2 separate regions of the Drosophila melanogaster genome follow, and region 2 is linked to region 1. Evidence: chromatin contacts called from public Hi-C data. All regions are on one chromosome and are shown on one strand. Each heading gives the region's core, a stretch centred on a gene start, on an enhancer-like site or on the middle of the called end of the contact. The rest is flanking DNA. Distances are from core to core; before and after follow the strand shown.

Region 1 (7,931 bases), core at 3,512-6,011:
GCACTGCTCCTGTGATCCCCGAGAACAGCCCGCACTTGTGCCTCACTCTTTTTTTTTTTTAAATAGTCTAAAATATCAGCGTGTATTCACTGCGTTCTGCAGTTTCTATTGTGGACGACATGACCGGATCTCTCTTCTCCCATCTCCGAGTATCCCCGATCTCAATCCCAATGGCCTCCATTCCATGGGAAATGTACATTACCCAATTGACAGCATGGATTTACATGGATGTTCCGTTCTGGGAGGAGGCATCGCTGATGCGACGTGACAGCGTCGTCTTGCGGCTAATGGACTTGGTGTTGCCGATCTGATTGGCGCTGGTATGATAGTTGGAGCTCGAACCGCCGCTGGTCGGGGTGTCAGTGTTCAGTGATTCCACAGTTCGCATCGCCGAACGCTTCAGGGAGCCAGTCACCTCGTGCGGCTCCTGGTAGCCGGAGTCCATGTCATCATGGTAGGAGTCCATCAATGGCGTGGGATCCTCATAGTCGTAGTCAACGAAGCCATTGTTGTCAAAGGACTGCAAAAGGTCAGAAATATGAATTAAGTTTTACATTCTATCTTGTTTTTTAAACAACCGATGACTTATTCAATTAAGGACACCTTAAGATAGACCACATGATTTGGCCCATTATTATAGCATCCCTATCCCTAGTTCACCAACCTTGACAAACGACTGCGAATGCTTCTCGTAGCCACGGAACACCTGGCTGTGCGACTTGCCGCGATAGTCCACCGATTCGTAGTGCCCATCCTGGGAGTTCTCGATGATGAAGTGCCTGGTGCCGTGGGGCGTTAGTGTGGCCCACAGTAGACGGCTATCGTTGACCAGCTGGCTCTGGAGCAGATCCCTACTGTTGGCCGTGGCGCAGGGATAAAGAATTCCGCCGGATGTGAAGGCATTGGATTTGGTCGCCTCGCCGAGGGCATTAATGGCCGTCTGCTTGATATTGGCGTCGTGGTACGAGAAAAAGGAGCTGCTGCAATGGCAAAACGTAGGAATGTCGGAAATACGACCAAAACTCGCGCAAATCCATGACTTACTCTCTGCACCGCATCACGATGAGGGCCAGGAAGCAGCCGAACACAAAGATCCCGATGCAGGACGAGACAAACAGCCAGACGCTCTCCAGACTCTTGGAATCACTTCTCACCAGCTCCATTAGCGCGTTTCCGCTCTCGTTGTGCTGCATCCCATGGCCGCACATGAAGGCGGCAAAGCACGGCTGCGACTCATTGGAGGGCACCAGGATGTCCACCGTCGCCGGCTTTGAGATTAGAAAGGACGGCAGCGGCGGCGGCGGCATCGATAATATAAAGTCCGGCGGTGGACCGGCCAGCTGGTCACAGCTGCCCACACAATTGCCAAAGAGCATGTTCATCATGAAGCTAAAAGTGTACAGAGCACACATGTAACTAACATTGAATCAATTGGAGCATACCCGCGTATCCATGTACCAGTGTACCCCATCCAAATCCAACGCATAATCATGTGTATCTGTGTTGTGTTCTTCGATTCACAACATCGTTTTTGGGGGTAGGTTTTCTACAACTAACTAAAAATCGACTAATCGCAACCCGTAATGAAATAGTTTTAACACTTTAGACTCTCTAGCAAGTACTACTTTTTAAATAGATGGACTAAAAGTTTGTGTTTGTTTCGAATACACAAGTGCAAACAAAGCCATTAGCAGAAAATTCCTTTGCATTCCCATGGGTGTTTGTACATAGATATTATTTTAATCCCAGAGATTTTGGTACTTTGATAAACACCAAGAGATGGTAGGAACCTTTTTGTAACCCATTAACAGGTAATTAATACTATTGCCACACTTGGAATTGAAAACACTTTCGAACCTTTCAACACAATGCCCTGACTTGCGTCAAGGAAATCCCAGTCAGAACTGAGTGGTAGTAACTATCCCAAAATACTTGGCTATCCTCTCCGGCGGAGGTGCGCGCGCATCTCCCCCGCCGCCGAATAGGAAAAGTCAGTAACTTGGCGATACCTTTGAATCCGGGACAGTTACCCCCGTGCCTATTGGACACACCCAGGTATACCCTGTATATGTACGGCTACATGGTTATCAAAACACTAAGGGACCTTTCAATATGAAACACCTACTTAGTTTTGACACCATCACTGCTCTATTGCAATTCAATGCAATAAACTACTAAGGATTGTTACTCTTCTATAATGATATAAATATAAACGATTTAATTACTATATTTTAAAACTTGATAGCGTTAATGGAAGCCAATATTTTAAATTTCCTCCAAATGTTATTGTGAACTCTTTGTGCAGCTTAATTAAGGAAAGTTCTAAGATTTATTTAAATGATTTTAAGAGTTTGCATCAACCAAGATGAACAGGATAACTAAGATAACCGCAAAACTCATAATAATTTACATGATATGCATTATTTATTTGAAACTATTTTTTAATCACAGCTAAAACTATCACATTAATAGTAGCCCCTTAAGATTTCCCACATTTGATTACAATAAATTGAGACATTTTATAAGTATTATCTATAGGCATCTTTTAGATACCATCTATGTAATGGTTAGCGTATATTTAAATATTTATACAAATTTGCAGCCCTTAGTATTAGCTTTTTGTAACATGGGACTAAAAAAAAAAAAATAACAGAATCCAACTGAATGCAAATTCAGCCTATATATTTGGGTTCATAATAATATCGTTGTAGTTATTTTTTATCAGTGTAGGTCATGACGACGCCGACAACTAGGGCCATAACGGTAAATCCCTGAGCCGCGATACGACTTCGCATCATCAGCTGCGACATCTTGCGATTGCCAGTGCGAAAGTTGTATAAGCCAGCTGTGAGCGCCGCTGTAGTGGCCAAACATCCTGCATGCATAAATAATAAACAATAGAAGCAATGAAGAGATATGTACATTGTTTTGTTTACATAACCCGGCAAACACACTCACCCAACGGAACCAGCGGATTCTCCTTGATCTTGCGCTGCAACTTCTCCTTGGTCGTTTCCACCTCGGCAACGGGTCCCAGGTCCTGGCGCAATTGTATCCAATCCAGTTCCTCCTCCGGAAGCGAGACTTCAATTTTGTTCGACATATCGCTCTTAGTCCCGGGCAATATTAGTAAAACAATATCAAGCAAGTCAAATTCTATTATTCAATTGGAGATGACACCAACGCTTACGATGTGCGTGCGTTCACACTAATAAAGCGATAGTTTTCTCGAACTATCACGACTTCCAAAACGACAAACATCAAGAAACGTTCTGAGATTGAAACAAGCCATGAATGGAAAAACGTTATTTTTAAATAAACAACGCCTTTTTTTTCTTTCTTTTTTTTAATATATTTGCTATAATATAACTATATTACATGTATTAACATTTGATATGGTTCACACCCTTTACCAAAATTACACATCTACTAATTTGTCTATACCTTTTTTTAACATAATAAAACTAGCAGCAAATAATACTTTATTTCCCTAAGAAATAAATATACCTGAATTTTTTAGAACGAAATTAATTTCACCATTTAAAATAATTTATATTGTTTTAATTCGAAGAAACCAGAACAGGGCTGGTATTTTAAAGTATTTCGAAGTCAATAAATATTAAAATATACATATATAAATAATCGATTTAAACAAATAATTTAAAAAACCGCAAATAAATTTTAAAGCGAAAATCTTAAGTATAGTATGGAAAAATTAATAAATAATTTTAATGGCCAATATAATTGAGATTTTATTTTTTTTTTTGGATTTTTGTGACCTCATACATTACAAACATACACACATGCATTACTCCTTCTCTCTGTATGACAGAGAGAATTGAGGGAGAATTTGTTTTAAAACATAAGAGAACATTTTTTTCTCTTTCGAATTCGAATTGAAAGTACAGTCAGACGGGAACACACAAAATGAAAATGTGTATGTGTATGTAGCGGGTCGCTGCGATGTACATATGTTTGTGTGTTCCACACGTATGTACATACAGCTGCGTTCGTGGAAATAGCACTGAAAGGCATCAAACGGTTTTTTTCCGTATTCCCTTTTGTTAATTAATTTTTTTTTTCGCTTCGTCTTCTGTGTCGCAAAACAAGCAAAGCAGTTACAAATGGCTTTTTGTACCTGCACTGCTCTTTAACAAAACATATAATTTCAGTAATTAATATGAACTTATTCATTCTGAAAAACCGCTTGACAAATTGAACATAGCATTCATATAAAATCATCAATTTAGAAAGTGGCGGTCATATGCACTACTATTAGCATGAGCACAGTTGTATATGCTTGGCTATGTATCAATGTGTTTGCATTGATGCATATCGGTTTTGTAGAATTCGTCGCATTAACGAATGTAGCTGGCAGTTAAAAATAAGATATGTATGTTTAAAATAAATTTTGGCCCTAAGAACTGTGTAATGTACATATGCATACATACAGTTCTGTATTTTTCCCACACTCCACACACTCCATAGTTTGTATGTTTGGCACGCCAGCGTTTATGTACATACCCGTGATCGTATGTTTGTATGAAAGTAACAGGCCAAAAAGTTTTATAAGGCCTTTTCCCTCCACCACGTGTATGTACATATGTATGTATATGACACTGAGCGCTCTCTCAGCAACACTAATTCTACCAACAAAATGACTATAACGACTCTCTTCGCGCTCTCGCTCTCCCGCACACACGCACACCAGCAAAGAATTGCGCACACAGTCCAACGCAACGCAACGCATACACATTTATCCGCCCGTTTGGATTTGGAAGCACAGTGAGAAGGTAAGGCAGAGACGGCAATTCAATTCAATTCATTCGTTGTTGGTACGAGCGGCGCGCGAACCAACCTCATATATTGTATTTTCCGCATTCGCATTGATACGATACCATACTGTGTGCTGTGTACTGTGTACTGTATAGCATATATACCATACCACACCAACAAAACACAAGCGATACGATACGATACAATAAACTCAGCGTATGCAGCGCTGTTTGTTTATTTTTTACAAGCTAAATACAAACGACAAAACAAATCCGCAAAGCCGCCCGCGTTTCGCGTTTTCCCAACCAAAAAAACAAATAAAATCAAACAACAAATAAGCGAAAAAGGCCTAGACAAAAAAAAAGAAGTACAAAAAAACAACGTGCATTGTGAAATTCTTAAATTTTCGAATTTCATTTCGAAGTTTTGGCTTGTGCCGTGTTCCTTTTTTTCCTTGTAACGTGCATCATACATTCGCGTTTGTGGCCGTACATGCATACATACATGCAATAATCAATACAATACGACGTACAACAAACTGCGTAGAACAGTATTAAAAAAAGGAAAACAGACAAAAAAACTGGCTTAAGACTCGACTCCAATTTGCGTTGGTGTGCGTATTACATACATACGTACTTGTGCTAAAACTAAATATATATGCTTTAACCATTTAGGAATAAAAGTGAAAGATATAGAACGGAAATCCCAGTATAAAGCCAATCCACGATTGAAACATTCGGACTAGATCCGAAATCTCACAGTTATGGAACACTTTCATCAAATACAGGTAAGCTTGTGTGCAGGTATACGGCGTTTTATTTAAAACACACACGCACGCACACACAAACACACATTTATATACACTCATGGCACAACACACATACAATCATGGGCGCGTTTATGTATAGGTTGCCGCGTTTTAATCATTTTCCCGCCAAACGACAATGTATAATTAACAAAAAAGCCAGGCACCTATTTATTTATTATTTATTTGGATATTTCGGCACCTGATTGCCTTTTCTCAGCCGCAGTGGAAACTTTTTGTGAATATATATGCTGCATACATACTTACATACGTATGTACATGCAAGCGCTTGTACATCCATTGCGTCTCGCTTTTGTTTTTAGTTATTAAGTAAATCGGCATGTTACTAAATGCAAAAAGTGTACGCCTATGTATGTGCAAGTATGCATACAAACAAAAAAGCGACGCTGTACAATCAAAATTGTATTTTGCGTGCGCATCCAAGTCCGCCATTTTTCTTATTAGTTTGTATAAATATACAAATATGTACATTTATACCAAGAATCGTGAATGCCTTGATGTAAACGGTAAACCGCATTGCTTTTCGTTTCTTATGAAATATGCTGGCAAAATGCGATGCACGTTTTTTTGCATGCCTATTGATGTACGTAAATAGATACAATGTGCAAAAATAAGGAAAATATGATGTACATAAAAAAAATACATACACATATAAAAACCTGTATATGAAAAGACCCAAATCACAGGCTTGCGTAATCCGAAATTGGCTTATTTTTATCCATGTGTGCATAAAATACAAATGAATGGCTGTGCAAACACTTGGCTATGCAAATATTTATGCGCACATGTATATTTCTGTGGTTACATACATATGTATCCCCACGTAAAATGGCTCTAATATTTATTTATTTTTTTTTTTGGCTGTTGTAGGAAAGTGTATTTTGCTTTTTCATAATTGACAAGCAGGATGGGGCTATTTTCGGCAAAAAGAATGGGTTCATTCATGTTTTGTAACTGTGGCGCCCTGGTTTTGCACTTTAAGCCCTGGAATCGGAATCGAAATGAAGACAATCCAATCCGATTCACAAAACGGAACCGGTGCTACTCGCTCTGCTTCTTCTTTCTCCAACAATAGTTCCACTTTCTTGCCCGATTCATGTAAAAGCTTTTTATCTATGGGTTAACAGCTGGTGCTATTATTACTATTACTTTGTAAACAAAACAAGCTAGATTATTGACATTGAAATTCCGCGTTCAATGGGAAACAAGAGAATTCACTTTGGACAGGATTTAGTATTATATTGTGTGGTATTGACATCAATTTATCGGTATCTGTAGATAACGAGTATCTACATATTTATTTACATGGAAAGTAAATAATAAGGATAACGCCCCAGTTCCGACAGATACTTTTTTTTTTTTAGCATGTATTAATGATGAATGGAGGATTTTAGAATGCTATTTAAGCTTTTTGCTTTAGGCAACAATATTTTTCACACTTAATAAATAATTTAAAGAAGCTTAGCTTAGCTTACTAAAATTCAGTTTTACCAGTGTAAAAACTGTTAAATATTTTAACAAATCAGCAATGTGTAAACGCAATGTAGAGAAAATCGCTGCATTCGGTATTTATTTATTTAGTCATTTTGTGAGCAAGTAGTCAACAAAAACATCAGGCACTCATTAAACCGCATAACTCACAAACAAAAAATGCACAGTTTTCACTTTCGTTAGTATTAAGGACCATCTTAGTGGTTAGTGCGATGCCAGACATCGAGAGTCAAGCCAAATGATTGTAGTGTATTGTTGTAGCCCAATCGACTGGCATCGCACTAATAATGCTAATGAACATCCATCAACCAACTATTGATCAGCAAACAATTCAACACTATCAGCAGCAATTGGCTGCTCAGCAACAACAACAAGTACAACAGCAACAGTTGCAACAACACCAGGTGGTCGTCCAGCAGAATCAGCAGCAGGCGCACCAGAACAGCTCCAATACCACAGCCGGCGTGGGCACCCAACAGCTGTTCACATACAAAATGGCCAGCAGTTTTCCGAATCCGGCCACGACGATGGCCCAAGTGGTGGCCACATCGAACGCAGCCGGCACCACGGGCTATGATTATCGTCTAAATATGGCACAGGCAGCCGCAGCAGCAGCCGTACCCGGCTCCCAGTGGTGGTATTCGGCCGCCAATCAGGGACAGGTCGATGCCAATACAGCGGCGCAACTGCAGCACCAGCAGCAGCAACAGCAACAGCAACAACAGCAGCAGCAGCAACAGCACCAGCAGCAACAACAGATGCAACAGCAGCAGCAGCAACAGAATGTCATCAATTCGGCGGTAAGTTGAATATGCCACATGCTTACATTAGCCCTTAG
Region 2 (7,931 bases), core at 3,168-5,667, 39 kb after region 1:
ACAGCAATTCACCGTAGCAAATTTAACTTTACTACAGTTTATTCGGTTTTTTTTTTTTGTTCGATTTTTGAAGTACTCACCAACAAGTGAGCGATCGCAATTGTCGAGTACCTCGACTAACAGATACCCTGTATTGTGCTATGCAAGCTGCTACAGTTTCCGCGCTGCATAGGCGTCTGGAAATCCGCATGCTTAATCCCAATTTCAAGCTGCTATAGACATAGAAATATCGAAGTCCAACATACGGACAATCAGACCAGAAATCCTATCAAGAAATAAATTCATATCAACTAATCCAGTATACCCTTCTACTCCGCGAGTAACAGGTGTATATGGACTTCCCAAAGATAAAACTATCGGATGAGTTCTTTCTCTTGAAATTTGATTTATTTCTTTGCTGGTTTTCGTCCAATTGACAAACAATTTGGGCACAATATTTTTTTACTTTTTGTGCAATTATCAAGACAGTGTAAATATACAAATTTGTAACCTAGCAAACATGTGGAAACATGAAATTTTGGCTTTCGTCATTTTGGAAATTCTGAATTTTAGTAATGGGATTTTATTAATTACCAAATTTTTGCTCTCGCATCGTAATATTCATTTGGATAATATATATATATATATCAATATATATATATATCTGCTGGAAATCATTTCGGAGGAACTAAGGAAAAAGAATTGGCACACAAAGCAATATGTAATCTATATTGGTTTCAGTGCAATCAATAGAATCGATTTTGATAGTTGATATTGTGGTTTCTGGAAAAAGATGGGGGATGGGCGCGAAAAGTGGGCGGTGTGTTATGAAGAAACAACGTCTGGCGATTTTCCATGAAAAATGCTCTCTGAGAAGGATGATTATTTCAATGCAATGCCATGGCGAATGGGAAAAGGTAATGCCTGCCCTTGTGAAATTTTAAATTTATTTTAACCCCATTACAGCTAAAATAATTTAATTATTTTTATATTCAAGTTCTTTTACAGGTTTATTTAATGAATGTACGAAGACTTGCATCGTATTGCATGTATAATACAATAACATTGGAATCTCTTTAGATGGAACATCGCTCTATTGCACTTAGTGTAATATTGTGAACTGAAAATAATATTTCAACTACGATTTTTGGGATAATGTCTTCTTATGTGGCACAGTTATCGATATAGGGTTCAAAACTGATTTCTTTTGTCAGCAATTTAGTGCAAATTGAAACATAGCTTTGTTGTTTGATAAGTATATTACCTTTTGGGTGTAAACTTGTGTTTTTTTTTTTATTACACCCAGTCTAGTCTCTCTGCGTTTTTGTCCTTCGGGAATATGTGATTGTTCTTCTCTTCTTTTTTTTTCAATCTTTCAAAACAATCTTATATATTTAATAAAAATCAGACTGGTTTCAACATACTATATGTTTATAAGTCATCAAATTGCTATTGCTTCCAGCAAAACGGCATTAATGAATGTTTAATGTATGTTTTATAGGCAATATTGTGTGGAACTCCCAGTCAAGTTCATTATCATACGTGTAAATTATGCAAAATATTGCCATATCAGTGGGCGAAAATGAAAAGTTATCTATGAGGTTTATAAAACTTAAGCATAAAATAATGATGTTTTATTCATCTTAATTTGAAGTACAAATTGGTAGAGGCTATTCCAATTTTCTAAAAATGAATTCTATGATTCAGTCCTGCGATTCAACGATTTAAAACTACAAAACTGGATGGTTTTCGTCTCGAAAAGTAAATGGAATATTTAATCTATCGTTATGTATAATGGTTCGACCATCAAAAGAGAAAATATGTGGCCAATATGGCATTTTAGTTGTTTTTTTTTTTTTTAATAATAAATGCTGGGTAGTCGGTTTTCTTCGTTTTGTATTTTGTTCAATGTGGAATGAGTGTTTTCTAAAAGATCTCATTGATTTGGCGTAAACCCTTTATCAAATCAATAATAATAATATATATTATTTAGTCTGATAATATGCACTGCATATTAAGATACAAATATACTTTGGTTATTTAGTGTAGTAATTAATTTCGTTCGACGATAATCTTAATCAAACATACGATAATCGCGTATGAGTATGATTATTTCTTTTTATGTATTCAATCGAAAATTGATCTTCTGTGTTAGATTCAAAAGGTTTCCTCAGAATTTTTGGCTAGTCTTGTCTACATAGAAAATCTACAAATTTGTAGTGTGCAAAAAATTACGAAAAATGTTTGTTTTGTTGATGAAAATCTTTGCGTGTGGATTTTTGGGTTCGAACCGGCGTTAATAAGCTCTTATTTCGATGAAACTCTTCAGCTTTGGCCGAAGATGAAATATTTTCAAGATCGCAAAACGGCGTCTTTGCTCGCAAATGAAGTCCAAATCGACTGGCAGCAAAGCGCTAACGTTAATCAGGTAATCTATGTTAAAATGAACCCCCAACACTTTTAAGCTATAAAGTGTTTCTTAAAGTAAAATTACCATTGTTCGATCAACGTTGCTTGGTTAACTAAGATCCTGCAACGTGGGCTTGCTGTCCATTTTCCGTTTTTTTTTTTTTTTATTTATTATGCAGCACTTTATTAACCACGCGCTGCATTATTGAAATATACTCCCTACCAGAATTTTGAACTAATCCAGTTTGTGTTTGCAGGAGATCAAACGCCTTGACGGTCCTATAAACGAGATTACTTCAAACTTCAGCCCACCAGATTTGGATTCGGATATAATTTTAGTGGCATTCGTATTGGAAGAGTTCTCATCTCACGTGTTTTATACGAAAATTGTACAGAAATGTGAAAGCTTTAAGAAACGCACACAGCTTAATGCTCGATCAAATATTATTAAAAAATGCATAAGCAACTTAAATTGGTTAATTGTTTTATGATTAATTCGGGGATATGGAACTGCAATGAGCTGAAATGAAAAGCTTTGAAGATTTAAAAAGTATTAAAACATATAAGCATAAAACCCTTTCAAATAAAAAAGGTTGTATCCAAATGTTCTAAACAAAGTTCTTTTGATCGTAATAATCATTCTAATAGCTTCGTTTTATCGCATTATTTTAGTAAATTTATTTGATCTAACTCGTATCTTATTTAACGGTATCATTCAACAGCTGTTTACCTATGCTACCACCAATCTGGCAACACTGCAAAACCGATCTGAAAACATATTTTTACGCAAGTCAAACTGGCACTTGAATCTATAAATAGCAATCAAAAAGAAAGCTAATAATTTAATATAGGTGAAAAACAGGCAATTTATTTTTATTTATTTTTATTTATTGTTATTTATTGTTACGCAAGTCTAACTGGCATTAAAATCTATAAATAGCAATCGAATAGAAAGCTAATAATTTAATATAGCTGAAAAACAGGAAATTTATTTTTATTTATTTTGGAAACATTCATTTTTTCTATTTCTTTTATGCCGAAACCCGCTCGATTTGATACGTTTTTTCGTATTTCCGGCAACATAAAATAAGTCAGCGATAAGCGAAATTGAAATAAATAATTTAATTTTTATATTACTTCCAAGGCCTTTTTTATTACAGTGCACTTCCAATTTGCGTCTGCTTAAGGTTTGTGTATTACTTCCCATTGGAAACAACCATAACCTGTCCTAACCGCTAATAATTGTTTAATGGTGAAGCAGATATTAAAAAGTAGCGCGTTGCCTTCGCATCTGTTTGTATTTGCGAGCGTGTTTGTGTAGCGATACCGGGGCTCAAGATGCATATGTATGTACATACATTTGGGATTTGCCAAAATCTTTGGCTTAAATACATACATACAAGCAACCAAACATTTATGGGGGATTTTGTGCGACTGGATTCATTTGTTTTTCGGGTCACAAAAAAGCGGAAAATGGAAACGCTAATCTCGGCTAACCAATAACAACGAAAACCTTGCGCTACCGCTAAATGTTATCTCTTGTTTGAATGTCAGCGCTTAGAGAGCGTCTTCGCACGTATGTATGTACGGTACAAACATACGTATGGATGGATGGATGGACAAGCTTCCAGCGGTTTGTGTGTATGTATGTACTTGGCTTGCACGAAAGTTTCAGTTTCCTATCGAAACACGTCTTAAATGTGTATTTATCATCGGCTGTGGTACGAAATGCACGTCGGTGTATGCGTGCGTACGTAATAGTTGATATTTCTCTTTTTTTTTATTGTTACAGCACGGTTGCGTGTTATGTTTTGCATTTTGTTTTGAAAGCTCCGAAAGCTGTGCTTTATGTAAAAACATACGTACACTTGCCAATGTACGAATGTTTGATTGCACGATTGTATGTACGTACGTTTGTATGTTCGTTTGTACGTTAATACTTGGCGTGTGTTTGTGTATGCGGTTAGCACAAATCCAGCGAGAAAGAAACAACCAACGTTGGCTATATGTATTAACTTCAAAATAAAGTTCAGTTTAAGCTGGAGCGCAGTCGAGGTTGCGTCGCTTGTTCGTTCGGTCGGCTTTTTGGTCTTTCGGCTTTCGGCTAGTTCCTATATTGTATGTACGCATGGTAAGCATGCGTTCTCTTTCGCTTTTCAAGTCTCAGTTTCAGTTTTCAGTCTGTTCGATTGCGTTTGCATAGCATTGCATTGATTTAACAATAGCTAAATAAAGCTTAAAGAGTGTATCTGTGATTTATTTCTAAATGTGACCGCTTTGAGCCAATTTGTGCATAAATATGTATGTACATATAATGCTTTGGATTACATGAATCGCTATTGCCATTTCTGATGCACAATGATGTATGTATGTACGCAAAGAGCATACGAATGCATGGCTTGCATTACGTGATTTCATACATCTGTGGGTGTATGTATGTATGCACCATCGAAATGGCAACTCTTACGCATAAAAATTGCAAATGTGTATAAAGCCCCACGGACCCACACAGCCACATAAACATTATCGGACGCAAATGTATACATACAAAAAAAAGTTGGCTTGGTGGCTTAATTGTTGTTGTTGTTTTTTTGTTGATAGTGTGCACACAGTGCGAAATTAGTGTGATTAAATGTGGAGATGTGTGATTTAATAAGCATGTGGGAAATACAGCGAGAGTGATTGAGATGGAAAATGGGAGATGTACAAGCTGAACTTGCCCAGAAACATGTATACACACGTACATATGCATACGTTTGTAGGATTATGCTCGGCAAAGTGAAGTATTTCCTTACAAGCAAACACAGCCATATATGTATGTTTCTTTTTTTAAACGAATGGCACAGTAAAACAGAGACCGGAATAGATGTTGTCTGTACATATGATACTGTTGATATGATACCATAGCCATAATTTAATAGCCTTTTCATGTAGCATATGCGTCTAGCTATGCAATATCGGGCATGCATAACTGCATATCCTATGTACATATGTATATCGAAATATGGGATAAACATATCACTTGACTAACACATATGCATACATGCATACATACATACACATGTACTCATTAAAATTTAAAGATGCGTGCACAAATTTAAACATTGATAATATAAATTTATATGCAGCGCCGTGTGCATACATACATACATATATTATTTTCTAATTGGAAACGCGTTGGCAATGCCTAATTGGTTTGATTATAAAATTAAATTTCTTCATTTGGTCGCAGGTTTACGGTAACTCTCTGATTTTTAATAGGGTTTTCATATAAACAAGCGGGGTTCGATGAAGTGATATCCCCGGTTTCCCGTTATTTGTTTATACCTTTTTTTTTTTGCTTTCAATTGCTACTGAGTTCAGTATAATGCTATTTCAATAAATAATAATGTTAATTCAATTTAAAAGCTCGGGTTCCGTAGTGGTGAATATGTTAATTAGAAACATGATTAGAATGGGCTAATGCATAATTCCCCTATTGCAGACCCACTGCATCTTACACTTCGGGGGACTTTCTGACCGAAAACAATAGAATCAAATGACATGTGGATACACATGTGCATAGATACGTACATATGTATGTACAGAGATATGTACATATATGGCTTACTCATTGTTAACACTTACCTGTAGTTCCCCCCAGGTGATTCTGTTGTGTCATCCGACGAACAATGGATCATCGCAAATAGGCACTTCATTAATAAGTAAGCACAAACCGTTTCGGCCATAAATATCTGTGATATATGAATCATTTTGGCATCTCTGGTTATAAAAAGCCCACGTTTAACCGGTCCAAGGTTTTTATTTGGGTCTCTCGCACAACACAAATTCAATCTACAATTGAAGTGCTTTTTCGTGTTCTCTTGCAGATACTAGATCGTGAGATACGAGATCAAAAAAATAGATTCATGAGTACGACAACAGGAAAGGGAAACGTCGCAAAAGGACTCTTCGGGAGAATCAAACTACCTTAATACCATTAGCTAAACTTAGTTAAATATGTCAAATACGACGAGGTCCAGCCGAGTTACCATCGGTAGAATTGGAACCACGCCACAGATCACAGATCCATGGTCGTCCGGCTTGGAGAAGCAGCGACCTTCCCGCTGTGGAGGCCCCAAATCTCTCGCAGAGCCAACGTACCGAAAGATCGGACGGCGAAAGATGATGCTCCATATGCGAGTCCATGACCCTGGAACGACTGTAACACAAAGAGCAAAAGAAACGGCAACGGCAAAACTCAATAGAATCTATTTATGTACATTTAACCGAATGGCACAGAGCTGTATATATTTTGTATTATTTTTAGTAATCCTAAGCCCAAATACTAGTTGTGCTCTACGGAGTAGTGCGGGTGAGACTCAGAATTATGTCGGAATACTCAGCAACGATAGTGCAACGACCACATATGATGTGTCGTCCCTGCACAGCAGTAGAAGAACAAATCCCCCATCATCATCATCATCATCATCATCGAATGTTGATGTTGATTATCGTAATGACAGAGAGCTCCACAAGGTCGACCTGGTTGGCCTGGGAGGTGAAAGAGCGGGTCAAGCTGAGACCATTAGCGGCGGCAAATACGATTATAACTATGAAAATACTCACACAAATGCCAGTGCGAAAGATGAAATTGTTGAACGGCAGTCAAATAGCCTCGACTTCGACGGGGTCGATATGTTTGGCGCCTTCAGCATTCCGGAAGAGGCGATATACACAAATGAGTTCGCCGTCAACATTCCAGCTGGCAAGCAAATGGCAGATGTTATAGCTACCAAACATGGATTTATCAATAGAGGACAGGTGAGAATGTTTGTCCAACGCTGCAATGGAATTGGTGCTCATACAATTTACTTAATTTTTCATAGATTGGATCGCTGGACAACTACTATCTGTTTCAGCATCACCATGTATCGAAGCGTTCGCTGCGCTCTAGTCGCAAACATCAGGGCGCCCTTAAATCAGAGAACGAGGTGTGTACTCTCTAAAAAAGTATCCAGTTGGAGCAGAGATTTCAATCATGATTGCCTTGCAGGTGAAATGGATGCAGCAACAGCACGAGAAGGTGCGCCGAAAGAGGGACGGCCCGTACCAGGACTTACCCACCTACAGTCCGTATAATCTTTTACGCCAACACGGCGGCTACGTTGTCGATCCGAATCCGCATCTTTCATTCTCCCCAGAATCGATTTCGTTAGCCTCGCACTCACAGCGCATGGAGTACCGGGATGTCAGCTCGCATTTCATCTTTCCGGATCCGTTGTTTAAGGAACAGTGGTATCTGGTGAGTAAAGTATGTAATCATCTCTCATTTAAATGCATGCTTCATGAATCCATATATATTTTATAGTCCATTAGTCTATTAGCTCGATTCTCTATACCATCAGCGTAGTTTCCTTTGAGACGTTCAATCGATTGCTACTAACCGTGTTAGTGTTGATTTTGTTGATTTCGAAATATTTTCTTTTCATTTAACATGCTTTATTTGTAAATGTTTGGATTTCTTTGTTGATTGATTGCCTATTTTTTGCTTATCTCTTCGC

What was found. A called contact is a pair of places that touch in the nucleus more often than the background predicts.
Region 2: a contact with region 1 is called in a Hi-C map of the Kc167 cell line, with 3 times the contacts expected there. The contact joins the promoter of Fur2 here to the promoter of Dsp1 in region 1. A contact is called at or near these places in 35 of 107 Hi-C or Micro-C datasets (the Clone 8 cell line, the Kc167 cell line, the ML-DmBG3-c2 cell line and 10 more) and 1 of 6 datasets of contacts at active chromatin or transcription factors (the Kc167 cell line).

The regions. Positions count from the first base shown.
Region 1 is chrX:16,328,851-16,336,781 of dm6, forward strand. Dsp1 (Dorsal switch protein 1) reads left to right here and starts at 4,762. Exons shown (of 7, transcript NM_206762.3): 1 at 4,762-4,913; 2 at 5,451-5,563; 3 at 7,417-7,893. The coding sequence starts at 5,540. CG9921 reads right to left here and starts at 4,750. Exons shown (of 3, transcript NM_001272680.2): 1 at 4,525-4,750; 2 at 2,959-3,272; 3 at 2,431-2,875. The coding sequence starts at 3,103. The coding sequence ends at 2,712. CG9919 reads right to left here and starts at 1,909. Exons shown (of 4, transcript NM_132891.2): 1 at 1,858-1,909; 2 at 1,045-1,389; 3 at 665-980; 4 at 1-520. The coding sequence starts at 1,385. The coding sequence ends at 221.
Region 2 is chrX:16,368,669-16,376,599 of dm6, forward strand. Fur2 (Furin 2) reads left to right here and starts at 4,418. Exons shown (of 16, transcript NM_206763.2): 1 at 4,418-4,506; 2 at 6,258-7,191; 3 at 7,257-7,361; 4 at 7,424-7,672. The coding sequence starts at 6,388. It overlaps nonA (no on or off transient A), which reads left to right. Exons shown (of 5, transcript NM_167505.2): 5 at 2,646-2,879. The coding sequence ends at 2,879.